Regions from separate parts of the Mus musculus genome. Here regions 2, 3, 4, 5, 6 and 7 are each linked to region 1. A link is a contact called in public HiChIP or PLAC-seq, Micro-C and promoter capture Hi-C data. All regions are on one chromosome and are shown on one strand. Each heading gives the region's core, a stretch centred on a gene start, on an enhancer-like site or on the middle of the called end of the contact. The rest is flanking DNA. Distances are from core to core; before and after follow the strand shown. Region 1 holds the start of Cdv3 (carnitine deficiency-associated gene expressed in ventricle 3). Region 2 overlaps Dnajc13 (DnaJ heat shock protein family (Hsp40) member C13). Region 3 overlaps Dnajc13 (DnaJ heat shock protein family (Hsp40) member C13). Region 4 has its middle 13 kb from the start of Anapc13. Region 5 holds the start of Acad11 (acyl-Coenzyme A dehydrogenase family, member 11). Region 6 overlaps Nphp3 (nephronophthisis 3 (adolescent)). Region 7 holds the start of Amotl2 (angiomotin-like 2).

Region 1 (3,557 bases), core at 704-3,203:
TGGAAGTGGAGATTCAAGACCATCCTTGGCTCTGTGTTCAAGGTTAATTTAGGATACTTTAGACACTGTCTTAAAATGAGGGGGGTGGGGAGCAGGAAAGGGCAGAAAAAGAAGGAAAGAGGAAAGAAGACAAGGAAGGTAAAAAGAAAGTTTGCTAAGAGATGTTAAGCAAAGCTGGTGGCACTGGGCAGTGCTGAACTTGGACAATACCACAGGAAGATATGTGGTGTCACAAAAGGAAGTCACCTAGGAACCATCCTGGGCTGGGGGAAGAGAACAAATATGTCTGCTTATTAGCCAGGTGTGGTGGCGCACACCTTCAATTTCAGCACTTAGGAGGCCCAGGCAGGTGAATCTCTGAGTTTGAGGTCATCTCCGTCTTCAGAGCCAGTTCCAAGGCAGCCAGGACTACATAGTGAAACCTGTCTCAAAAAACAAAACAAAAGAAAGGTCTTCTTATTGTTGGCTACAGCCATAGAGCCTTCATTTATCCATCGATATGTTCAGAATGTAGGTCTTCAATAGCCACAACTAGGGAAGGACTTGTAAGGAAAGACAGGAGGGAACAGGTGTGGAAAGACATCCCTCCATTTACTAGCTGGGTCCTATCTTTCCCCCAAGGCTACAGACATAGGACTTAGCCATTTCCTCAGTGGTTGTCACAGCTTTCTCCTCTACCCTTTAGAGGAAGCAGAAGTTTAATGCATACCCAGACCACACGTCTCATAGAGAAACACACATTTGATTCTCCAAGGCCCCAAAGTCAAGTCAGGTGGAAACAAGGATATTTTTTATCCCCTTCTCTGTCCTAAGATCCAGCATAGGAGCCAAAGTTAAACTGTAGCAATCACTCAAACTCAAGTCAGAGCAGGAGCAATTCTAGGTGCAATTGTGTAACTAAAAACAAGGAAACTCCAACATCTGTATTGGGTCATTCATTCTTTAGCTGGTAGAGAGCCTCTCTAGCAAGAATGGAAACCCCTAGTATCGCTAACATAGGCACAAAAGTGCATGCCTGAATTCTCAGCACTTGGGATGGTGGAGGCTGGAAGGTCAGAAACACATTATCTTTTCTATGTATGGCGTTCAAAGCAGCCTGGGGTAGGTGAGACCCGGTCCCAAAACAAAGCAATCTCCCCCAAGCAAACAAAAAGCTTTCTGGGCTGCAGATGTTTCGGGGATCAAGTATTCACATAGTATGTGCCAATAGGGTGAAGACCCAGGAAAAGGAGGGGTTTTGTGTGTTTTCTTTTTGTGATTCTGTGGACAGACTCTGCGCTGACATGCGCCTGTCGCACGCTACCACCAAAATCACATTCCCAGCCATTCTCCATCTCACAAGAGCTAGCGTTAGAGGGTCAGATTTATTTAGCCTGACCCTGGTAGACACAGCTAGTCAAAATCAGTTCCCTTCCTTTCATGCACTGGCTTATTTAAGATCCTTCCGTAAATGGAACCACGAATACTAATCCAGCGCTCCTCATCAAAAGCATTCCATTCAGAAGAAAAGTAATAGGTGCCCGACCAGAGAGGGTGCGAGTACAGAAAAGCAGGGCAGGAGGACCAAGCTTGAACATAGCTGGCTTAACATGGTCTCTTTCCTTTTCCTGAAAGTTCAAACGCCTACCAGGCCACAGTCCTGGCGAGCAGACGCACGTGTACCCTGCGCATGCGCGCAACCAAGGCACACCCGCCCCCTCCGGCTGGTCTTCTTCAGCCAAGTCACCAACCCTCTAAATGCCCGCCCTCAAGGCAAATTCCCTGGCCAATCGGAGGCAGGAGTCACTAGGGACGTCACTCTCTTTGCCTACACCCGCTTTCTCCCCGCCCCCATACAGGGCACCGCCCCGTAGAAGGAACGGATTGTCACCTAAGCGCTCCGTCCGGGCATCTGATTGGCTCTCCCGGAAGACCCGCCCCCTTCTCATCCCGCCGCCCGCCCCCCTCGGCGCGCCCACAGCGGCGGGCGGAACCGAGCGCGCAGGCGCGGCGCTGCCTCTCTCTGCTGGTGGCCCGCCCTCCCTCCTCCCCTCCCTCCCCTCCCCGTCCCCTCTCCCCCTCCTCAGGCCCGCGCGTCTTCCTCCCGCACGCGCCGTCGTTAGCCGAGCGCTCGCCGGTGCGCGCCTTCCTTGTCCCTCAGGCAGCGGGGCGGGCGCGACCCTGCTCCACGCTCGCGGTTCCCAGCGAGGAACGTACCACCAGAGCACGGGGGGAGCCGGCCGCCCTGCCGCCCGCGCCTCGGCGACCCCGCGGGGCTGAGGCGACGCCGCACCCTGCAGCCTGAGCGCACAGCCGGCCTTGACCCAGAGCTCGGAGCCGCGAGCGCCGCGCCCTCCGCCGGCCCCACCCATCCGGACCGCGGCCATGGCCGAGACCGAGGAGCGGAGCCTGGACAACTTCTTCGCCAAGAGGGACAAGAAGAAGAAGAAGGAACGGAGCAGTCGCGCGGCCAACGCGGCGAGCGGCGCGGGCGGGAGCAGCGCGGCGGCGGGCTCCAGGCCGGGCGATGGCGGGAGCCTGGGCTCCGGTGCCAGGTCGGGCGACGGCGGGAGCTTGGGCTCCGGCTCCAGGTCGGGCGACGGCGGGAGCTCGGGCTCTGGTGCTAGGTCCGGAGACGGCGGGAGCTCGAGGTCCGGAGACGGCGGGAGCGCGGGCCCCGCCGGCAAGGCCATAACGAAGGTGAGGGTCGGGAGGCCGGCGGCCGGCCGCATGTGCCCGCCCCCGCCGGCCCGGGAGGCCACGTGACTCGGGCTTCGCACGTCGGCCCGGCGGGCGGGCGGGCTCGCGGTCCTCGGCCCCCGGGGCTCGTCTGGCCGCCCCCGTCCGCGGCCCTCTGCGCGCCGCGCCCTCTGGGCCACGGGGGTTGGGCCGGTCCCCGGGTGACGTGTGCCCGAGTCCTCGTGGTCCCGCTTGAGCCCCGCTGGGGCCGGATTTCATGTTCTTAAGGTGTTCCGAGGCTCCTCTGTGCCGCCCGGGCCAGCGTGGCTTACTCTCCCAACCACGGCCACGCAGGGCTGGGAATTGAGTTGTGGAATTTCTGTCGCCTTCTCTCCGCCGCTCAGCTCGCCCTGGGCTTGGGTTTAAGTAAAAGCGGCGGCAGAGAGGGCGTTTGGGAATTAGGCACGTCTCCGGATCTTGCAGGAACGGGCTAAACTTTACCGTCCGGCCACTAGCCCCAATTTTTGAGACAAGGTCTCACGGTGTAGCTCTGGTTGGCCTCCAGTTCACAAAGAGCCTCCGGCCTCTGTCTCTGGAGTACTGGGATTAAAGGTCTGTGTCACTGTCTGCAATTTTGTTTTTTTTTTGTTGTTGTTGTTGTTGTTGTTTTTTGTTTTTTTTAAAGATCACATTTATTTGCTTATTTGTGTGCGCGCACTCCTGTGTACGTGTGCGGAGAGGTTAGAGGCCGGGGTAAATTCTCTCTTCCCACCACGTGGGCCTGGAGAGTTAGACTCTCTGGTTCTCGGTGTTGACTGCCGCCGATTCTTAGACCGACTCAAGAATCCTGGCGACCACTGATGGAATTTTTCCGAGTCTGGAATCTGTTTACCAAGATC
Region 2 (3,557 bases), core at 558-3,057, 870 kb before region 1:
GCCCATCTCTGCTCTCCATATTGGGATTTGGTATGGCTTGAGCTTACACAGGTCTTGTATATGTCACAATTTCTGTGAGTTGATATGTGAAGCTGACCTGTTGAATCTGGAAGACACCATTTCCTTAGAGCCATTCCCCACCTTTGGCTCTTTCTTTCCACCCCTATCCCACAATGACCGCAGGCCCTTTCGAGAAGGAGCTTTGATATACCTGTGTCATTTGGGGCTGAGCTTTCCAGTCTCCTGCTCTCAGCACCGTAATCCATTGTGGATCCTGTGTTACTCACCATCTTCTTCGAATAGAAGCTTCTCTGAGGAGGGTTGAGGGATGGCACTAATCTATCGGTGTAAGATTCCGTCATTAGGAGTCAGTTTACTAGTTTGCCCATTTAGTAGGATAACAGTAGTAGGTTCCCCTCTAGAACCTATGGCTTGGCTAGTCTCAGTTCTTGGTTTCATGTTGCAGAGTGGGTCTTAAATCCACTTAGAAGGTAGTTGTGTTACTCCTGTGACAGTTGGGCCACTCTGTTCCAGTGGGCGTTTCTTGCCCGGCCACCTCTCACTGTGGCTTACACAGTCACAGCTGGGTAAGATTGATGCTTGCTGTTTCTCCCCTGGAGTGTGTGCGGCACCTCGAGACACTCTGGAAGCTTCCGGGTCAGCACCAGCTTGATATTTCCATGTTCTATTGGCTCAAGTTCAAAGTGTCTTCAGCAAGAGGGCTTCACTGTCAGGCTGGAGGGTAGCCAAGGGCGCTGGCACAGACCCCTAAATATTGTAGGCTCTTTCAGTGCACTTGGTTACCCTGTCTCTGATGGAAGCATGATGGATTCCTCTTGAGTCTAGTAGTAGCTTTTGGTTAATGTATTGAACGTCTCTTTTTTAAAAAAGATTTATTTACTTTATGTACATGAGTACTCTGTCTTCATGCATACCAGAAGAGGGCATCAAATCCCATTACAGATGGTTGTGAGCCACCATGTGGTTGCTGGGAATTGAACTCAAGACCTCTGAAGAGCAGCCTCTTAACCGCTGAGTCATCTCTCCAGCCCTTGTACACTTTTTTAAAGTATAAAGCAGTTAAAGGCAGGAAAACTTAGAGGTCTGGAAACTATTTGATTTATTTTAGTGCCCATTTTTATCATTTGGGTATTACTGAAGTATTTTCAATAGTTATTAGTCATGAAAAATTTGGGTTTTGGGTTTTTTTTTCTTCCTAATTGAACTGTTTCTCTGAAGCTACTTGGTTGTTATTCATTTTTTGCTTTAATAACAGGCCAGTGTCTCAGTTTTCCTTGTCGTTGCAGTTTTAGTATCAGAGTTAAGATGCCTCCATTACCGTTCTCCACTTAGAGCATGGGCGTTGCCGGTTCTCCACTCTAGACTGCTGCGTCTGGGGTTTGGATGGTGTCAGTCTTTACAGCTTCTGACCTTCTTCTTTGCAATGATTGATCTTAAGTTTGAAATTTATCTGCATTGGCATGTAGCGGATTTTTTTTCCTTTAGTCCGTGTCTGTGGCAGTGAGTTTTTTTGTTCCTCGTTTTTTTTTTCTTACATTTTCTTATTCTAACTAATGTGTTGCTCATTTTTGTTTTATATCTAAAGAGCTGTCTTTATTTTTAAATGTTTTTTTCCTAATTTCTGCTTTTCTCAGTACGAGCTTCTCTTCATCAGTGTTACTGATAATTGAGGTCGGCTTTCCTGTTTGAGTATGTTTCTTTCATTAAAGGCATTGCAGTGAGAAGTGGAAGCGCTTCCTCCGTGTTCAGAGTTGCAGCACAGACACTCGACAGGCAGTTGCTTCACTTGGAACTAACGTTCCCTTATGCGCTGTGCTGAGCAGTTGCCAGCCATACTTCCCTTCCTCCTATTGTGGTTATAATGAAAGGATACTTTGAAAGAATTAGCCATTTGCAGTGTTTTGTTAAAAGAGAAATGTCGTATTTAGAATTCTTGTAGCATCCTGGCTGGTGTCTTACCACCTTAATTTGTGGTAACATCACCATGTTTGTCCAGAGGTCGGTCGTCTTTCCTTCCTTCTCCTTCTTTCCTTCTTTCATTCCTTCTTTCCTTCCTTAAAAATAAATATAACTTTTCTTTGTTTTTATTTCATGTGCATTTGTATTTTGCCTACACATGTCTGTGTGAGGGTATCGGATCCCCTGGAATTGGAGTTACACAGACAGTTGTGAGCTGCCACATGGGTGCTAGGAACTGAACACAGGTCCTCTGAAAGAGCACACAGTGCTCTTAAACCACTGAGCTATCTTTCTAGCCCCAAGGTCATACTTTTTATGCAAGAATATTAATAGTTCCCACTAAAATAAGTGGCGGATAGATTTTAATTTTGATAACATTTTAGGACATTAAATTTGAAAATATAAAAATAAACTATATTTAATCACCATTGAACTATTGATCAGCCAACATATTTCTATTTATAGAAAAATATGAAAGTGTATTCATTTTGTGTTAATATCATATGTTTTCATTTAAAAATTTGTTGCTTAATACTAAATGTAAGCATGTCTTTCCTTGTAGGTATAAACGAGTCTTTTCAGTTGGAACCCATGCAGTTACTACCTATAATCCCAATACCTTAGAAGTAACAAATCAGGTAATTTTAATAGAAGTTGTTGAGGGTTTATGTGAACCTTTAAAAGTCAAGATTGCAGCCCATCTTCCCTGCTGAAGTCAGCAGTTCAGAAGAGAAATGTCAGCCTGAAGATGAATGTGTATATATGATGCCTTGTGTTCAGACCTAGAAGTGAAGAAGTTGTGTGTGTGAGAGCGAGCGCGGGCACATGCTTTCTAGACTCTCGAGGGGATGACTTTCACATGTTACTGTTTTTAGCCATCTCTATAAAATTCGTCCCTTTCTAAAGTTGTTACTATTAATCAAGCATATTAGTTATGTCACAAGTGTTATTGTTCACAGACTTTCCAAAGAACTAGAATTACTTGTTTGTAAAGGCAAGACTAATTGAACATGAATAAATAAACATGCTTAAATATAGTTGTTTTAAATTCTAAACTAGGCATGTTTTGTAGATTGTCTTTCTTAATGAGTACAATCATGAAATGTTAGTCCCTAATTCTTTTCACTTACTTAAGTTGCTTTATATTATCAATACCATCATAGTATAGATCTTTTTGTTATTGTTTCTGATAATTAAAAACCTTTAAGAGAACTTGAATTGTAGACTTGCTAGAGGCACTTCTCCCCACCCCTCAAGCTGCAGTGTCTGTAAACTGTTGTTCCTTTAAGCAGAGAATATGGAATGCAGGAGATGAAAACCAACGGTGTACCTTATTACTTCAGAGCAAAAGTTAAAGGCTTCCTTCTTTTTGCCAGTGGCCTTATGGAGACATTTGTAGCATCAGCCCTGTTGGGAAAGGACAAGGAACAGAGTTCAACCTCACATTTCGTAAAGGCAGTGGGAAGAAGTCAGAAACGTTGAAGTTTTCTACAGAGCACAGAACAGAGCTGCTTACGGAGGCTTTGGTGAGAAGACCCTTGCCACAAACTTGCTCTCTCTTCTGAAAGTGCAGTGGC
Region 3 (3,557 bases), core at 780-3,279, 800 kb before region 1:
AGGCAGTTCCCTGTCTTGGTGCCCACAGAAGGACGCACGATGACCAGGACACCTCCTGAGGATTGACCCTAACCTCTCTCTCCTCTTGACCTACTCTCTTGTGTACCCAGCACAGAATACCTTTCAGCAAGGCTTGCAGACCCCTTCCTTGGTGGAGAGTTAGGGTATCACAGCCCTGGGAGGTAAGGCTCCCAGAGAAGTTGGGGGCCCTTTCTCAAGAAGAATGAAACCGTTAATCCCGTAGGATTCTGTTTAGGTTGCAGCTTTGACAGGATCAGGAAGCCCCGATCATGGTAGTGTTTGTCCCGGCAGCTCAGAGTAAGGTCTCAAGGTCATCCTAAGATGGCCCTGTCATTGCAACACATGGTTTATTACTGAAAACACCACTTTCAACCCTGCAAGAGCGTGTTCAGAAGTAGCTTTTAAAAACAAGCAAACACATATAATGTGTCCTAATTACCTTTCTCAGCTCATCCCATTCTTAATAGAACAGTTGTTAAGCATGTCAGAAAGCGTTAACAAGCATTTTCTTTATGTTGACAACATTTATATCCTTCAGAGGTTTTTTGGGGGGAGGCTGGGGGGATTCAAGGCAGGGTTTATTGTGTCACCCTGGCTGTCCTGGAACTCCCTCTGTGGAATCTCCACCTGCCTCTGTCTCCTCAGATTTGGGATTAAAGACGTGTACTGCCGCCACCCAGCCATCTTGTAACTTTTTTTTTTTGTTATTTATTATTTGCATCCCAAATGTTGCCACCCCCCTTCCAGTTCTCCCTCCCAGAGCTCTTCATCCCATTCCCATCCCCTTCACCTCTGAGAGAGTGTCCCAGAGCTCTTCATCCCATTCCCATCCCCTTCACCTCTGAGAGAGTGTTCCTGGGGCATCAGGTCTCTACAGGATTAGGCTCATCCTCTCCCATCGAGGCCAGACAAGGTAGCCCTCTGCTACATCTTTAACTTTTTAAGCAAACATTATTAGGTCTGAATAGTGTTCTGAAATGCTAAAAGTGGTTCAAGTGGTATAGGTCTTTAGTCATATACAACAGTGGCTAGAGAAAGAAAAATAGATCGATTTCTTTACAATGGAGGTTAAAGCAGCTTGTTGTATTAGCTACAAAGGATACTTCCTCCTACAGCAAGAGAGAGTCATAGTGAAGACCAGTCCTCCCTAACTGCTCCCCATCTGTGACCACAGTGCATATGGGGGAGGGCATCAACGTCAGACAGAAGGCTTCTTAGATGATCACATTAATAGCCAATCTTTTGAAAATAAACTCTTTGAAAAATTAAGTGTTTTGTCGTCCAAACATGTTTGTCACTTTTATAATTTAGAATCACAATTATTTAATGTCATGTTAATTAATTTTCAGGTTGTGAATATAGTGACATCCAACCAAGACTGTGTCAATAACATTGCAGAATCCATGGTTTTGTCCAACTTATTGGCTCTTCTACACTCATTGCCATCGAGTAAGTATGTGTGCAGATGGCATCAGACACATGGCATCCATGTTGAGTTTTGGAGTGTTTGAAGTAGTGTTCACCATGCAAGATTTGCCTTTCTAATTATGTTTTGTATAAGTGAATGAAATTATGCTGTTTCCCATATAAAAGTAGAATCTAGGGAGTGAGGAGGTCTGAAACCTCAGGAGATAACCTGGGGGGTCAGACTGTTGAGCAGAGGCTAGGTGTGAATAAGAGCACGTGCCAGCCAGCGCTCCGTGCTGCACTTCAAGTGTAAGATTTTGGATACTAGAAGGTACGCTTACGGCAGTGATTACCTTGCACTTAATCCTATGCCCGTTACCGTTTATTTATTTAGTACCCATAGAGCTATCACCAAGGGGATTGTAGAATACGGCAGCCTGGTTTCCTGAGGACAGCTTGTACTGATGGAGGCTCCGCGTAAGCAGTACAGTTGTCCACTTAGTAGTTGGTCATTGTGCTTGTTGTAGCCTTAAGGTTGCCTTGTGGGAGGTCAGTGAAGCTTCAGCCATTTGTAGTACAGCTCCAGTCACAAAACAAACACTGTGATCGATTACCAGTCACCTTTGCTAACGTCTGGGTGGTGCGTGGACCTTCAGTCTGAGAGTTGGGCCTTCAGGGATCTTGCTTGTTGTTTCTTCATGGTCCGTTCGTGGAATGGAGTTGTGTTTTTCTTTAATACTGTTTCTTTTGAATAAACAGCAAGCTAGGAATAGCTTTAAAATGGTAGCACTCAGGAGGCAGAAGCAAGTGGATCTCTGAGTTCTAAGCTAGCCAGAGTTACACTGTGAAATCCTGTCTCACAAAAAAAAAAAAAAAAAAAAAGGCAAGCAAGAGCTGGACGGGCACTGAGCAACTCTGTGCCTCTCGGAAGAAAATCAACTAAACATGGACAGAGGAGATCCTAAGAAGCCAAGAGGCACAATGTCCTTATATGCATTCTTTGTGCAAACCTGCCGGGAGGAGCACAGGAGAGACACCAGATGCTTCTGTCAACTTCTCAGAGCTCTCCAAGAAGTGCTCAGAGAGGTGGAAGACATGTCTGCTAAAGAAAAGGGGAAATTTGAAGATATGGCAATAGCTGAAAGGGTTCATTATGAAAGAGAAATGAAAACCTACATATCCCTCCACCCCCACAAAGGGGAGACCAAAAAGAAGTCCAAGGACCCCAATGCACCCAAGGCCTCCTTCGGCCTTCTTCTTATTCTGTTCTGAGTACCGCCCCAAAATCAAAGGCGAGCATCCTGCCTTATCCATTGGTGATGTTGGGAGAGATGTGGAACAACCCTGCAGCGGATGACAAGCAGCCCTATGAGAAGAAGGCTGCCAAGCAGAAGAAGTATGAGAAGGATATTGCTGCCTACAGAGCTAAAGGAAAACCTGATGCATGAGAAAAGGGGTGGTCAAGGCTGAAAAGAGCAAGAAAAAGAAGGGAGAGGAAGATGAGGAGGAAGAGGATGAGGAAGAAGAAGGTGAAGAAGAAGATGATGATGATGAATAAGTTGGTTCTTGTACAGGTTTTTTTCCTTGTCTATAAAGCATTTAACCACCCTGAACACAACTCACTCCTTTTAAAGAAAAAAATTGAAATGTAAGGCTGTGTAAGATTTGTCTTTAAACTGTACAGTGTCCTTTTTTGTATAGTTAACACACTACCAAATGTGTCTTTAGATAGCCCTGTCCTGGTGGTATTTTCAGTAGCCACTAACCTTGCCTGGTATAGTCTGGGGGTTGTAAATTGGCATGGAAATTTAAAGCAGGTTCTTGTTGGTGCACAGCACAAATTAGTTATATATGGGGACAGTAGTTTGGCTTTTGTTTTATTTTTTTTTTCTTTTGGTTTTATTTTTGGTTTGGGTTTTTTTTTTTTTCATCTTTAGTTGTCTTGGCAGCTTATGCAAAGATAATTATTCTGTTAAGTGAATACCACTCTGTAATTGAAAAAAAAAAGTGGCTGTTTTGTTGACATTCTGAATGCTTCTAAGTAAATACATTTTTTTTCTTAAAAAAAAAACAACAACAACAAAACAGCAACCTTTAAAAAATTATGTGCAGATTATTATTGCCATACC
Region 4 (3,557 bases), core at 524-3,023, 730 kb after region 1:
ACTTGATTTGCTGAGGTTTTTATGTGTTACTTGGAGAAAATCCTCAGCTATTATATATGGAGCCATCATCTAATTTTATATCCCTTGTCATGTAGGCATTTTATATTCATCTGCTTTTCTAGTTTCTAGTTCTTAGTTTTTGTAGCTTAAGAAGGCACCTCTACCTCAGAGGTTTTTTTTCTTTTTTCTTTTTAAATTTTTAAAAAATGTTTATTTATTTATTCTATGTAAGTACACTGTAGCTGTCTTCAGACACTCTAGAAGAGGGAGTCAGATCTCCTTATAGATGGTTGTGAGCCACCATGTGGTTGCTGGGATTTGAACTCAGGACCTTCAGAAGAGCAGTCGGGTGCTCTTACCCGTTGAGCCATCTCACCAGCCCCTACCTCAGAGTTTTTAAAGGATACAGCTACATTTTATATATCCTTTTACTTTAAAGATGACAACGACGACGACAACGACAATGATGTGATATACGTAGGTGCACACGCTCTTGAGTGTTAAGGTCCAAGGATAACGTTCAGGAGTCAATTCTCCCCTTCCATAGTGGGTTCTGGGAATTGAACTCACATCATCAGCCTTAGTGGCAAGCACCTATATCCTCTGAGTCATCTCACCAGCCCTCGAAATGCCTTTATAGACAATTTATGTTTAAATCTGTTTTAACTCTATTGTGAGGTGTAATTACATCTCAGTCTTCCGGGAAAGATCAAGTGTCATGTGAGGAAGATCCAGGGATCTAGATGAACACCTCCCCCACCCCCACCAACGGAAAACTAATTGTCCTAGCTAGCTTAGTTTGAATAATTTGTTGAATAATCTGTCCTCCCCCCACCCCCACAAATTCCCATAGTTTAAACCTGGAGAATCTTTTTTTTTTTTTTTTTTTTTTTTAAACATTTATTTATTTATTATATGTAACTACACTGTACCTGTCTTCAGACACTCCAGAAGAGAGCATCAGATTTTGTTACGGATGGTTGTGAGCCACCATGTGGTTGCTGGGATTTGAACTCAGGATCTTTGGAAGAGCAGTCAGCGCTCTTAACCGCTGAGCCATCTCACCAGCCCCTGGAGAATCTTTTTAAAAACTTGTACCACCTCTTTCATTTTTCTCAAGCCCTTTCCCCCGTTGATAAAGCTTAACAGTCATTAGTTTTGATGACTTCATACTTTTTGGTTATCCAAATGCCTTAAAAAGATGGGTTTGGGGTCTGGAGAGCTAGCTCGGTGGTTAAGAGCATTGTCTGCCCTTCCAGAGGTCCAGGGTTCAAGTCCCAGCACCCACATAGCGGCTCACAACCATCTGTAATGGGATTTGATGCCCTCTTCTGGTGTGTCTGAAGACAGCAACAGTGTGCTCACATACGTAAATAAATAAATCTTAAAAAAAAAAAAAGTCCTCCATGCTTCTAAAGACACCTGAATGAGAAGGAGGAGAGAGGGAGGGGAAAGAGACTGAATGAGAAATAATCAGAGTGCCATTACTGTAAGACGCCTTCTCAACCCCTTCCAAACTGCAATGTCCGCAGTCGGCCTCTCAAAGGCTCACCCACAAGTGTTCCCCAGTGCCTTCAGCTGCCAGAGGCCTTTGTCTTTCCTTCTCTCCTCTTGCATGGTCTCCATGTCCATACCTGTCCACCTACCTATCCATCCACAGGTCCAGCCACGAATCCATGCACTTGATGTGGCCGGCCACACACAGATCCACCCAGCAGTCCATTGGTCCAGCAGATATTTCCTGAGCTCTATTAGCTGTGTGCTGCACACATTCCACGTTGTGCTCTTCTATGTGAGTGACTTACGTGGCCTCACACACTGCACTATCAGGCACGAACCCCACCTTCAGAGCTATACGTGCATTTCCCAGAGTGCTTTGTGTGGATCTGACGCTTGCTCGGAAGTTACTGACTACAGATAAGAGTTTTGACCCATGTCCCAGAACTTCTTTCAAGAACAGTGAGAAGAGTTTTTGGTTTTGTTTTTTATGAAAATAAACAATACTTTTCTAAATTTTGCAGCATTTATATGATTATCTGAAAAAAAATTACCCAAAGAGCTACGACTTTTTTCTGAAGGATAGCTGTGGAATTTCCTTCCTCAGCCTGTCAAATCTTGTCCCTGGAGGTGACCCTTGCCAGTAGGTTTGTTGTCTTTCCTTCCAGACTGCAGAAAACATATTTATGCAAATCATAGTCAGCTATGCCCGCACAAGCACCTATCAGCTTAGCACACACATCCAGCGCTGTTAAAACATGAATTTCAGAACATTTATGCAGGAAATAAAATCTGGATGCTTAACTTAAATGTTTATCATTCTTTAAGCGACAGTGGAGTTTTGAATGCATTTTTACTCTTTGATTCCAGAAGGCTGAGAGAAGTTGGCAGACTCCTCCTGGTCCCGAGGTCAGCAAGGGGTCAATTAGATCTTAAAACCAGAGGCTTTTCAGGCTGGAGCTGGAGCTCAGCCATATAGTCTTGCTGAGCATAATGGAAGGTCCTGGGTTCAACCCCCAGCACAGTTTCCTTAAGAGAGAGCTCAAACCCAGGTCTTCTGCCTTCTAAGTCGTTGCTGCTGAACCTCGCCATCTCCAAAATCTGGACGAGCTTAATATCGGATGCCTTTGAAGTGCCTGCTGCATTATATTAATAAGAAGCAATAGCTCAGGTTTCAGGTATTTGCCATGGGTCCCAATCTGTCCAAACCCATCACCTGCACTGCCCCATTTAACCTGAGACTCGTATGATATAGTAGTGTTGTCAACCTTCGCTTCACAGAGACCTGGGCTTAGCAAGGTAATATCGCCTGTGAGGGGATGCGCAGCTGGAGTGTTGCTTGGCTTTGGGTTTTGAACTCGAGTCCTTTGGTTTCAAGGTCTGTGCATATAGTTACCGTGCATACATTTTATGCATATATAATGTTAGATGAGCAACTATTAAGGGAGACAAATGAGCTGTGAATTTGATATAAAATGTATTGTTTCCACTCGGGAGGCAGAGGCAGGCGGATTTCTGAGTTTGAGGCCAGCCTGGTCTACAGAGTGAGTTCCAGGACAGCCAGGGCTACACAGAGAAACCCTGTCTTGAAAAAACAAAACAAAACAAAACAACAACAACAACAACAACAAAATGTATTATTTCAGAGACTTTGCAAAATGAAAGCAGAGAGGGGAAGAAGTTGAATGCTTCTAGATAAGAAGATAAATGCTAGTATTACAATAAATAAAAGAAGCAAGCGACAGAAAAAAACAAAACAAAACAGGTCACGGAGAGATGGCTGATTGATTGAGGATACAAAGTGAAAAGCCCAGGGGGTAGGGACCAGCCCTATCTGCTTCTGCCATGAGTGCCCTGAACCCAGCCCAAGGCTCAGGTGCCTTGGTGCCCTGTACTTGCACAAGTCCCTGACCTTCCCAGCTCTGGGGTAGCCCGGGTGAGAGCGGGATGGATGGAGGGTAGGTACATCTCCTAAAATCATCACAACCGTGAGACTAGAGTCTGGGAGGAGAGAGGCTGGGAACACCAGAGCCTTGAAAGAAGATGGATCAGACCATGAG
Region 5 (3,557 bases), core at 569-3,068, 700 kb before region 1:
AACAAACTATTACCTATGTTGCTCTTGGCTTTTCAACACACAAAACAAGTCGTTTCTGGATAGCATTTCTTTGCTGTTTTAATCCTATTAAAAAGTTGCATTTATATTGTCAAAATGTGTGTTTTCCCCCTTTATATTTATTTATTTGGTGGCACACGTGTGGGGGTCAGAGGACAACATGCAGGATCTGTCTCTCTCTTTCCACAATGTAGTTTCCAGGGGGTTGTCTCAGGTTGTCAGGCTCAGCAGCAGGTGCCTTTACCTGATAAGCCATAGAACTGGTCTAAACTTTTAAAAGATTCCTTTGAGATTTTTGTGGCCTTACTATTTCTCTCTCTTTCTATCTATCTACTTTTATTTTTATAATTTTTCATATGTCCTGAAAATGAATGTGTTTTCTCTGTTGAATATGTACATCTATGTTAAATCAAGATTATATAACATTCCTGGAAAAATAGTGTTTGAAACCAAGGATTGCTACATAGCCCAGACTGGCCTCAAATTCACAATCATTTTTCCTCAGCCTCCAATCTCCAGGGATCTTTAGATTGTTGGGATTAAAGCCATGTAGCCCTAGGTTTGACTTCAGAAGTACTTTTTTTTGTATCACAACTAATTTCATGTATTGAGCATGATTTTGGTGAACATCAACTTAATTCAGAATTATTTTAAGTCTGCACAGGACCACAGTAATGTGAACATATATAACCTTTATCTGAAAGCAGGACAATAAGCTGGCCAAATTCCACAGAGTGAACTAATCACTGAAATGTGAACTTTGACCTGCTTCAGTCTGTTTACAACACAAAGTATTAAGTTTAGAAGTGTCAACTATTACTTATTCCACCTCTCCACGGATATTTCAATGCTTAAGTCCTTTCACCTAAATCACTTCATTTCTTTATCAAGACTAATGGATACAGGCAAATATTACAGGAAAGGAACTTTGATCTCTGAATTTATGTTACAGTTAAATCCCCAGATAGAAAGGCCAGGCACAGTTTACTGAAACCATATGAAATGGTTTTATACTGGAACTGTATAAAAGTAAAAAAAAAACAAAAATCAAAAACCAAACAAAAAATACCCTCTCTATTTACAAAACACCAGACTAAAACCAGATTCACTTGTCAGTGGGGAAAGGTATTCTTGGAGTCACCTCCTCCCGTTTAATTCCCTTGCTTCAAGAACTTAGGCCTTAAGTGGTGCTAAAAACAGTGAAGTGGAATGTCTAGAATCGAATTGGTATATTTTAGCTGGTATTATTAACCTAGCCCCAGGTGACTAAGGTCAATTAAACAAAATGGCACCAGCCCCTCAGAAACTGATCTTTAGATTGTAGCACAGAAGGTCACAGAAGATATCTATTAGGAATTCAAGAGTGTTCAGCCGCAACACTCTCGGTGAATTAGACACATAATTTTAGTCCTTAACAAGACTGCACTGCATAATGGATACTGCACCTCTGCTCCTGCCCTCTAATTCAGACTAGCCTGGGATTCGAGTACAAATTATCCAGGAAGCATCCTTGCAGGGAAAGAAATCCCGACCGGGCAAATGAGACACCCACCCAGGGCCAAAGGAAGCGAAGCACCAAGCACAGACATGTTCCCAGGAGGCAAAGGCTATGGTTGATACCTGTATTGAGTAACAGTCAGCACAGCCCGGGAATCTGACCCAAAGCCCGGCAAGTGCTGATTCAGGTAGGCCTCCAGGGACCTGAGGTCGAACTTGTGCTGGGGTAGCACTTCCACGGTGTCACTGGTGACATCCGTCTCCATGACCGCCACTGTTGTCACCGAGGAATCCACAGACTGTACGGAGGTTGCGCCAAGGCAGAAAGGAGACCGGCACTTGGGGGGGGGGGGGGGGGGGCGTGGTCGGGCGGGGCTTAGGAGAAGCCAATCACCGGGACTCTGGGCAGTGTTGCTGCAAAGCCATGTGGGAGGCGGAGTCTGGGACTCGGAGTCTGGTGGAGAAATAAAAGAATTGCCTGTTGTGGGACCAGACTTAGAATTTACCCTCAGCGTCAGAGCTGGAGTCCTCAGTCTTATAGAAAAACAAGGTCGCAAACGTGACTCTGGCGAATGAAGACAAACAGCTGTCACCCTAGACTAAGGACGCGCCAGCGGAAGACCTGTGCGGTCCGTGCAAGAAGAGAGTCCGCCAGAACCTTGAGCCTGCATTAAAAGACCCTGGTGTTTCTCATGGCCTCCTAGATAGGAAAGACGGAATGGCCGTCGACTTGATCTGGACACATATGATGCTGGCTCTGCTGAGACCTGGGTCTTGGTTCTAGAGAAGAAAGCTAAGTGTTTTGAGGAGTGTTTTTATTTATTATTATTATTTTTTTTTTTTTTTTACCGAGCGGAGCGATGGCGGCGGCGCACCGGAAGTGGCACGCCGGAAGCCCGGTGGGCGTGCCGGAGACGTGTCTTACTGGGAGCCTTGGAGCCGCTTCGCCGGTGTCTGGACCTGGAAGGCTGTGTCTGTTCCTCCTGCGCTTCGTGGGCCCAGCGAGGCAGCGTGGGGAGGCGGCGACGACGGCGACGGCGGCGGTCCGGCCTGGGATCGGAGGCCACCGGGAGCCCAGCCATGGCCGACTCGGTGGAGCGGCTGCGACAGCGGGTTGAGGAGCTGGAGCAGGAACTCGCCCGGGAGAGAACCCGGCGCTCTGGAGGGGACGGCCACTGCGGCCGGACCCGCATCCAGGAGATGAGCGACGAGGTGTTGGATTCCAATCCCTACAGGTGATCCATGACGGGGCGGGCAGGGCCACGCTCCGCGCGAGGGATTCAGCCGGCCTCCTGCCGCTCCTTTCCTGCTGTGGAGGTCCAGTTCCCAGATGGGCAAGGCCATGTCTTATGCTAGTCAGAAGATATTCTTCACCAAGCGAGTTGGCTCACGATTCATCGTAGCATTCGGGAGGGTGAGGTAGAGGGGGTTGTCGTGAGGTCCAGGTCAGTCTGGGCTACAGGAGTTGTAGGCCACTTTGGGCTGTGTAGTGAGACCCCTTTTTTTCTGCAAGGAAGGAAAATAACATTTTATTAAAAAAAAACAAACAATCCAAGCCATCCATCCATATGGTGGAGCTCTTCTGCCTGCTGTCCTGTACCCAGTTTCCTGTCACCATTATCTTTATTAGTCTACCTGGCTCTGCATCGGCTGATGCATAGAAAGCTCTGTCAGAGTATAATATCTCATGTAAAGTCGCCGAGGATAGAGCACCGTTTCCTAAATGCCTCTTGGTGTAACTTAGATGGAGCAGGGTGAGGGAGAGTTAGTTACTAGGGTGCTCACGAATATCCCTGAATATTGGCTTTGCCAGGGCTCCTGACCCCTCCTCTTTGCTCTCCTTAAATGGGCTTAGAAGATTGAGTGGCTTCACTTCTCAGCTTACTGAGTAGTCAGTAACTTAGAACGGTTTCTAACAGCTGCTGAACTTCTGGGTGAGATTGTTCCCTGTAAGTGGGGCCACAGGAACGCCTGTTTCCGCCATAGTTCTGAAGACTGAAGCAGTTTATGTGCAGTTCTTAGAACAGCAGTCGTGCATGGCA
Region 6 (3,557 bases), core at 414-2,913, 670 kb before region 1:
AGATGAACGCACAGGAGTGAGCAAAACTCAACACACACCTAACTCATCAGCTCTGAGGTTAGTACGTAGCCCTGTCACCCCATAGGCAGGAAGTGCTGGTATAGGCTGTCTTCACTACTGTCCACAGTACACGCCTCCAAAAAGTAAGCCTGCTTTCTCTCTGCTTCTGAGTACCACTTGAGTATCTAAAGCTACACGAGACCAAAACAACTACCCTCACCCCAAGGTAGACTATTTTCAGGGATAAATATTTCATGCTGTTCTGTGATAAATCAAAGCTATTAAATATTGGGATAGATGAGAAACATTCTTACCTGAGCACAGCTAAATTTTTCAATGTTTCTCCAACTCGAGGATGCATTCTCCCCAAGCTATCTTCATAAATCTTTAATGCTCTTTCATATAGTGGCAGGGCTTCACTGTGCTTTTTCTTATTAAAAAAAAAGTAACAGTGCTCACTTAACACATAGTGTGTCTAAAATTATTATTAATGTATTCTATACTGTTCTGACATACTTTGATAAGCACTTTGAAAACCTTAATATCCTTCTAAGAGATATTAAGGAAACATTATTTTATGGACAATCATAACTGGAGAAGCAGAATAATGGAAAGTAAAAACTCTTTTAAGTTTTAGACATGGCTTAGTAACAATTTGACTCGCTTCTATAATAAGCACAAGCCTGCTTATTGCCTTACTATGCCATTAATTCACATTTATCCATATGTATAAAATATATACATTATATATAATATATGAGGTAATCTATATATTACATTCAGATCATTCATTTGCAAACAGTTGAAATGTAGATGCTTACCATTTGGCTATGAAGGACTGCCAAGTTTACCAAGGCAGTAGCTACACTGGGGTGCTTTGGGCCAAAGGATTTCTGCCGAATTTCAACAGCCAATTCATACAGAGGTACAGCTTTGTCAACTTTTCCCTTCAAAACAAAAGCATAATCTAACAAAATATTCAAGCAATAAATACCATCTGACCCGAACTTTCTCCAGAAATAAAATATATTAAATAAGGTTGCAGAAGCATTTTCTACAGCTGGCCACACCTCAAGGCAACAGAAAATCCAATATAATATTCACATGAAGCTGTTGGGAACACAAAGGTTCTCTGATAATTTGGAAAGATGGTTTGCACTTTATTTACTCATCCAGTGTTTCCAGTAAAAGAAATGTCCAGTTGTATAGATCTGTTGTTGCTCTTAACTCAAGGGGACATCCAAATAAATTCACGTCCCCGCCAACTGCCTCACGTCCCGCCAACTGCCCCGTCCCCTCGGGGCTTTCCTTATGATTTCCCTAACTGAGAAGCTGGCCCGAGAGAACAGCATATTCCCTTCTTATGCATGACCTTCTGTGCCGTGACCACCAGCAAGGGAGCCTCCCCACTTCTCAGCACAGAGACAGCTCCGAGGCTGCACTGGTCAAAGCAGGCTGTGGTCAAGGTTTGCTTTGAATAGATAGAAAAATCCAAACTTTACTCCCATGAAAAAGAGCTGCTATTTAATTGTAGACAAAGTAAGAGAAGAGTAGAATAAAATGTCAATTTTGTAAAAATAAATATATAAATAAATAAGGCACTTCCTACAGCCCTAGCTACGGGGTGATTTCCTGTGTTTTGGTTAACAGCGTGTACAGTAAGAGGAACTTGAAAATTACTGAGATATTATATAAAAAGACCTCATTCATAATGTTGATAATAAAATGGGTTGTATTTGAAAGGAACTCATTAGCAATGTAGATGCTTGATTTGTCGTTGGGATGTATTTTCAGAAAACCAAATTAGTATCTTAATTGAATTAAGTCTGAAACAATATATACCTTCATGTTCTCATTGGTTAGAAACTAAATAATTTATTTGTAAAAGCTCACCTACAACGACCTCCCATCAGGCAATAAACTAACAGGCTGGCAGCAGTCATGGCCTCTCCCGTTCATCGTAAAGCACGCAGACACGGGTGAGGTGTACATACCGTTTTCTTATACAAGATTGCAAGGTGCTTCACGGTGTAGGCCAGGGAAGGGTGGTCCGGAGCCAGTGCGCGTCTCCGGATGTCCAGGGCGCGCTCATACAGCTCCTCTGCTTTCTCGTACTGCTTCTTCTCATTGCAAAGAGCTGCCAGGTTATTCAGGGACTGTGCGCAGTCTGGGTGATCTGGCCCCAGAACCCGCTCCCTCATTTCCAAGGAACGCTTCAGAAACTGCTCTGCTGTCCTGGGAACAAAACCCCAAAATGCCTCAAGCAATTTATTCTCTAGAGGTCAGAGTCCTAAGCCCTTAGAGATGGAGAATAGACACACTGGAGTCTTACCCTTCCCCCTCCCTTCCCCTTCCTTTGCTTCCCATGAGGCATCTGTGTGATTGCTCAGCTCTCAACTCCGTTCCTCCTAAATGCAAAACCCACAGATCGTTTTGGAAACAGCCTTCTAAGGCCTTTCCAGTGGTCACACTGTGCCGAATGGACGGCAGAGGCATCTGTTCTTTCCCCTTAGGAGTTGCTACCAAATAATTGTTGGTAAAAGGAACTTAGGGGAAAACATGAAAAATGAGTTGCGTTTTTCTGAGACCTAAATGCACTTGTTTTTCAGACAGCAGAAGTGTAGACGTGACATCTTTTCTAAGTAAATCAAAGGGTGAAAGCAGCTGCCGCCCACTAACTCAGCTATCTCCTGGTGGGTCTGAAGTTGCTTCTGTGGGTCTCAGATGTAATGTCCGCATTAACTCGCTTTCTGTAACCATGAGGGCCCTGCTAGGGAAGCTGCCAAATAATGCTTAGCTTCAGAAGCAACGTGGAAAGAAAATGGAAACACAACATTAAGTGTATGAATGTTCATAACCCAAACCAAACAGGAAATTGGCAGAGGTAGGTTGTTTGTTTTTTTTTCCCCCTAACCTTGGATTTGACAGACAGGTAAAACAGCTTCCCACCAAAGAGACCCAGTGGATCCTTGTTGTGAATCTCATTAGGAATGCCACGGTACTCACTCGAGGTTATTTTGAAGGAAGTAGAGAACACCCAGCTCATTGAGGGTGCGGGCGTTCTCAGGCTTGTCCTTGCCCAAGGTGAGCTCTTCCAACTGCAGAGCCCGCCTGCGTAGAAGGGCAAACCCGTACTGCAGTAACACAGAAACACAAACGCTGAGCGCCAGCCTCACTCTGGAGGCATTTACTGTTGTCCTGACGAAAGCCTTCCTCTTTCATCTTAGATAGCGGCTGTTTTAAGTAGCACACTGACTCTAACATTTATGAGGGACACGTGTTTATTTCTACATGGAACCACGCTCACAAATTCCTTAAGCACTGTTTTGTGAAAACGATCACGAGGTCTAGCATGGTTTATGTCCAAGTACTTCAAAAAAAGCCTAGGACCTAGCTTACTAACCTTTGACTCCAGCTGTACACATACACACCAGATTCTTCTATAGAGAGCAACTTATATTTACTGTTTTATAATCATGCATGTGTGCACACAGGTGCATATGGAAGCCAGAGGGCAACTTCCGGTGGTGAGGCTCAGTTGCTACCCACCTTATTTG
Region 7 (3,557 bases), core at 328-2,827, 650 kb after region 1:
CACAAGAAGCCCCATGGAAATTGGTGAGGAGGCAGAGGGGAGCTTGCAGTAACTGAGCCAGGGAAACATTTTCCATGACCACCAACCTCTTTTCTTGGCACACACATTTGCTACTTAGAAAAACCCCTCCCTACGTGTATGCTAGAGGCACACAGGGGATGATCCCTCTGCATCTCTGTTGATATTAGTAACAACTACCTATGCCAGTTGATGGGGTAATGAGGCGAGGGGGGAGACAAAGGAAGGGGGTGGTGGCCCCTTTCTGTGCCATACTAATGCTAGCCCCCTGTCCTACCTCAGTTTGGGAATGGTATGTTGGCAGAGCTGGAGAAAGGTAATGAGCCCTGACGATACCCAAGCCAGCAACTAATCCTCCCCCCCCCCCCCAACTGCACCCTGCAATGTGTAAGACTTGAAGAGTCTGCTCACACGCGGCTTTTTCTACGCGGTATTTCCTAAGTTAATCACTGTCTGGGCTGACTCGCGCTAAGGATCCGGGAGCGGCTAGAAGGAATGCTGAGCCTTCCCGGCAGATTCCAGGCGCGCCGACTATGAGCCAGGCTCTCGGAGCACCGAACATTTCCGAGGCCTTTCATCGCACAAACGTCCCAATCGAATCCCCTAGATGCACAATCTTTCTTTCAAATACTTATATAAGAGCACTTACTGAAAATCAACTTCCTTACACGGGCGCTGTACCTGGGCTGCACTGGAGCGCTGCACTCGGAAAACCAGCCACCTTTCTAAGCAAACACGGGTCTCTGGCCTTGGCCTGGGCTCACTCCAGCAAAAGGAACCAACGCTAGTCTCCAAGTCAACCAGGCCAGTCCAGGGTCCCGGCGTTACTCACCTCTACCGAGGCAGACCACTAGCACCGGTGGCTGCCCGAGCGCCCCGGGCGAGCAAAACCCGCAACCGCGAGAGGTCTTTAAGCATCGCGGGTACGCCTCTCTCCCTAACCCTCTTTGTTTTCCAAATACTTCAGCGCTGACGTCACCGGACTGGACAGCAGGCTGCATTCTTTCTAAGTGAGAGCCAGTTCGTGGCTCCGCAGAGGATTTTCCAAGGAAGACAAAGAGGAATTCTTGAGCTAGCTGAGGGTAAAAGCCACCTGTATCCCCAATCCAGACAAAGCAGCCACGGTAACCTCATAATTCAGCGAGATATGCCTACCGCAGCTTTTCACTTGCCCCGCACGCGAGACGCACACTCCCAAACACTGATCCTCTGTCCTTCCTCCAGCCCCAGTGGGTCGGAGAATGGTGTCCTCACCCCCACAAAAGCGCGAGCAGTCTAGGCTAGACACCCAGGATCGATCCTCGAAAGGGTTCACAGTCTCCCCTCCCGCTCCCGGGGAGGCTCGTCCACCCCAGCTCCGATCTCCAGAAAGGGTCGGACTGATCGCGGTGTCCCGCTGCTGCTGGGAAGCGTCCCCGCCGGCCTCGCGCACTGCCCGGAGTGCCCGGCACCTTGCTTACCGCTGCGGCCCGCGGCTGCCGGCGCACGCAGACCCGGTTCGGCTTAGGTACAGTCAGCAACGGAGGTGCGCACTAGTCGGTGGCGCCGATGATCTGCTTGCTCGCGCCCCAGTGCGCAGCCTCTAGGTCAGCCCGCGCTGGAGGCGGCTGCTATGCCAGGAATGTGAGAGTTTCAGGTTCCCCCTCGGGATCAAAGCGAACCACAAATAACCTCTCAGCGCGCCGCCCTCCTCCGCTCTCCGCCTCCCTCCGCTCCCCGGGCCAGCCCCCGCCTTCCTCCCGGGAGGCGGCGCTGCGGCTGGCCGCTGGGCTGGCCTCAGCCTTGTCCCCTTGCCACTCTGGGCTCTGGCGGCCGTGCGGCATTCATTCCCTGCCACCCTGCTTTGTGTCCTAGCTGTTGGGAGTGTCTTAACCAACTCGTCCCAAGATCGCCCCACCACTGCCCGCACCGGGTTCTCACCCTCCATTCCTACAGGCACCGAGGGACGACTCCAGGGATCAGCCTCTCACGCCCCTATGGTGGCTGTAAGAAGGGTCTGTGGCGTTTTGGAAATGGCGGGAGGACTGCACAGCAGTTCACATCCGCCCAGCCTTGACAGTGTTGCAGACGAAACGATGTTTCGGCCCGCCGCTGCCCAGCCTCTTTCCTAACTCCTACTATTTCACCCCCCAGCGGCAAACTTTGAATTGCACTTTTATTGTTTACAAACACCTTGGCCAGCTCTTTTAATCCTGCCTCTACAGGAAGTGTGTGAATCTGGGTTGAAAATCTGGTGGATTTAACCCACTACCTAACTAAATGAATCAACCACTCACTGGGCATTCGGTCCAACTCCTCCCTAACTCCGCTCATCTTTAAGCCAAGCACGCGGCGGGTCACCACTTGCTTTTTACTCGGCCATCCGACTCCAGTAACCCTCCGACGGTGCTCTTATCATGTCTGTAATAAATAAGAAACCAAGGTTCAGAGAGTCTAAACAACTTGCCTAGGGTCACACAGAGAGTAGCCAATGAAGCCAGGTCCCTTTTCTTGGTCTTCAAAATCCGGTCTCCGTAACCTGACAAGGCAGAGAGTCTCTGCTTCCACCTACCTGTCCCGAGTTTCAGTGTCTTTTCCACCTCGTCTACACCTAGCCAACCCTCTTTGTCTTCCGCTTCTCTGGCTTTTGGTGTGGAATCGACTCCTTTGTCATTTGGACCCTTCTACTTCCCCAGGAGACTCCTCCAGCTTAGCTGCTCTGACTCCCTCCCCTCCCCGCCCCCCCCACCCTCTTTCTGGTTAGAGCGTGCATTCCTCAGTCCCATCCACCTCGAATCAGGACCAATTTCTGCTGCGGGACTGCCGGGCCCAACCCCCTCCTTCCCTCGGCGTTCTCAATTCCTAAGTTTGCTGGAGGGGACCAAGGACAAGAAACCTTTCAAACTCAATAGTCAGGGATGTGGTTATTTTTGTATAAAGCTTTCCTTTAAAAGGGAGGGGTTCTCAGGAGTTAACCCCCCTTGCTGCCTTTACAGAGGATGTGCCTTCGATTCCCAGCACCTACCTGGTGGTTCACAGCCATCTGTAACTCCAGTTCCAGAGGATCTGATAGGCAATTCTAAATTATGCTGGTACGAGGCACCTACATGGTGTTTGACCGTACATGCAAGCAAAGCATTCATACATATAAGATAAAACAAAAAGCCTAAAAAGAAAACAAAAAAATGTGTATATGTTTTACTTGAAATCCAAATATTGCATTTTAGATTCTGTTTGTGTCTGACACAGATGAGAAAATAACAAATGTGCCAAGCTAAAGGCTACCTTACAAAGAGAAATTGTGGCTCGCACACACACACCATTGTCCCCGCTGGCTGCGGTAGGAGCCTATGACAAAGACTAGAGAAGGGATTCCCAGGTGCCCTCACTTCATGGGCAGCATTCTTGGAAACCCTTGGTGGAGAGACACCTACTAGGTGCAGGCACATATGCTCTGCATTACAAAATCAGGGGAAAGGCCATATGGCGCAGTCCTGGGATTCACTGACACCTAACAAATGTTTGACTAACAAGCATTCCTGAGATACTCTGAGAAAGGG

What was found. Promoter capture Hi-C pulls out the DNA fragments that hold promoters and counts their contacts. Hi-C and Micro-C count contacts between places; a contact is called where the count stands out from the background. HiChIP or PLAC-seq counts read pairs in DNA pulled down with a chosen protein or histone mark.
Region 2: an H3K27ac HiChIP or PLAC-seq map of microglia shows a contact between it and region 1, with 5 times the contacts expected there. The contact joins the enhancer-like site here to the promoter of Cdv3 in region 1. A contact is called at or near these places in 2 of 39 promoter capture datasets (liver and pre-B cells), 4 of 115 datasets of contacts at active chromatin or transcription factors (astrocytes, embryonic stem cells, large pre-B cells and 1 more) and 1 of 9 other capture datasets (liver).
Region 3: a promoter capture Hi-C map of liver shows a contact between it and region 1, with 2.0 times the contacts expected there. The contact joins the enhancer-like site here to the promoter of Cdv3 in region 1. A contact is called at or near these places in 6 of 39 promoter capture datasets (the 3T3-L1 cell line, cranial neural crest, embryonic stem cells and 3 more), 3 of 115 datasets of contacts at active chromatin or transcription factors (bone marrow-derived macrophages, extraembryonic endoderm stem cells and pro-B cells) and 3 of 9 other capture datasets (embryonic stem cells, liver and pancreatic islet).
Region 4: a contact with region 1 is called in a promoter capture Hi-C map of liver, with 2.3 times the contacts expected there. The contact joins the enhancer-like site here to the promoter of Cdv3 in region 1. A contact is called at or near these places in 4 of 39 promoter capture datasets (the 3T3-L1 cell line, 3T3-L1-derived adipocytes and liver), 2 of 484 Hi-C or Micro-C datasets (the C10 cell line and LSK cells), 1 of 115 datasets of contacts at active chromatin or transcription factors (embryonic stem cells) and 1 of 9 other capture datasets (embryonic stem cells).
Region 5: an H3K27ac HiChIP or PLAC-seq map of extraembryonic endoderm stem cells shows a contact between it and region 1, with 14 times the contacts expected there. The contact joins the promoter of Acad11 here to the promoter of Cdv3 in region 1. A contact is called at or near these places in 11 of 39 promoter capture datasets (the C10 cell line, cranial neural crest, embryonic stem cells and 8 more), 15 of 484 Hi-C or Micro-C datasets (CD4 T cells, CD8 T cells, the G1E-ER4 cell line and 10 more), 13 of 115 datasets of contacts at active chromatin or transcription factors (astrocytes, bone marrow-derived macrophages, embryonic hindbrain and 8 more) and 2 of 9 other capture datasets (adipose tissue and liver).
Region 6: a contact with region 1 is called in a promoter capture Hi-C map of hematopoietic stem and progenitor cells. The contact joins the enhancer-like site here to the promoter of Cdv3 in region 1. A contact is called at or near these places in 9 of 39 promoter capture datasets (the 3T3-L1 cell line, the HPC-7 cell line, cranial neural crest and 6 more), 6 of 115 datasets of contacts at active chromatin or transcription factors (acute myeloid leukemia, embryonic forebrain, embryonic hindbrain and 3 more) and 3 of 9 other capture datasets (adipose tissue, embryonic stem cells and pancreatic islet).
Region 7: a Micro-C map of embryonic stem cells shows a contact between it and region 1, with 2.5 times the contacts expected there. The contact joins the promoter of Amotl2 here to the promoter of Cdv3 in region 1. A contact is called at or near these places in 2 of 39 promoter capture datasets (cranial neural crest and liver), 2 of 484 Hi-C or Micro-C datasets (both in embryonic stem cells), 2 of 115 datasets of contacts at active chromatin or transcription factors (embryonic midbrain and embryonic stem cells) and 1 of 9 other capture datasets (adipose tissue).

What each region holds. Positions count from the first base shown.
Region 1 is chr9:103,364,176-103,367,732 of GRCm38.p6, reverse strand. Cdv3 (carnitine deficiency-associated gene expressed in ventricle 3) reads left to right here and starts at 1,953. Exons shown (of 5, transcript NM_175565.3): 1 at 1,953-2,679. The coding sequence starts at 2,365.
Region 2 is chr9:104,237,526-104,241,082 of GRCm38.p6, reverse strand. Dnajc13 (DnaJ heat shock protein family (Hsp40) member C13) reads left to right here. Exons shown (of 56, transcript NM_001163026.1): 3 at 2,543-2,618; 4 at 3,357-3,506. Among named protein-coding and RNA genes, the nearest start is that of Dnajc13, 24 kb to the left of the region's middle. Within about 2 kb of position 1,807, at least 26 of the 459 cell types and tissues checked have an H3K27ac peak or open chromatin away from gene starts, as enhancers often do. A contact at or near this core is called in microglia, where this site is marked.
Region 3 is chr9:104,168,628-104,172,184 of GRCm38.p6, reverse strand. Dnajc13 (DnaJ heat shock protein family (Hsp40) member C13) reads left to right here. Exons shown (of 56, transcript NM_001163026.1): 46 at 1,371-1,470. It also overlaps the pseudogene Hmgb1-rs16. Among named protein-coding and RNA genes, the nearest start is that of Gm46130, 11 kb to the left of the region's middle. Within about 2 kb of position 2,029, at least 3 of the 459 cell types and tissues checked have an H3K27ac peak or open chromatin away from gene starts, as enhancers often do. A contact at or near this core is called in liver, where this site is marked.
Region 4 is chr9:102,638,012-102,641,568 of GRCm38.p6, reverse strand. No RefSeq gene overlaps it. Among named protein-coding and RNA genes, the nearest start is that of Anapc13, 13 kb to the right of the region's middle. Within about 2 kb of position 1,773, at least 13 of the 459 cell types and tissues checked have an H3K27ac peak or open chromatin away from gene starts, as enhancers often do. A contact at or near this core is called in liver, where this site is marked.
Region 5 is chr9:104,061,985-104,065,541 of GRCm38.p6, reverse strand. Acad11 (acyl-Coenzyme A dehydrogenase family, member 11) reads right to left here and starts at 1,818. Exons shown (of 20, transcript NM_175324.4): 1 at 1,639-1,818. The coding sequence starts at 1,781. It overlaps Uba5 (ubiquitin-like modifier activating enzyme 5), which reads left to right and starts at 2,421. Exons shown (of 12, transcript NM_025692.3): 1 at 2,421-2,750. The coding sequence starts at 2,596.
Region 6 is chr9:104,038,012-104,041,568 of GRCm38.p6, reverse strand. It overlaps Nphp3 (nephronophthisis 3 (adolescent)), which reads right to left. Exons shown (of 27, transcript NM_028721.3): 23 at 3,007-3,134; 24 at 1,995-2,235; 25 at 822-947; 26 at 315-430. Among named protein-coding and RNA genes, the nearest start is that of Uba5, 23 kb to the left of the region's middle. Within about 2 kb of position 1,663, at least 13 of the 459 cell types and tissues checked have an H3K27ac peak or open chromatin away from gene starts, as enhancers often do. A contact at or near this core is called in the HPC-7 cell line, acute myeloid leukemia and hematopoietic stem and progenitor cells, where this site is marked.
Region 7 is chr9:102,715,824-102,719,380 of GRCm38.p6, reverse strand. It overlaps Amotl2 (angiomotin-like 2), which reads right to left and starts at 1,577. Exons shown (of 10, transcript NM_019764.2): 1 at 1,479-1,577.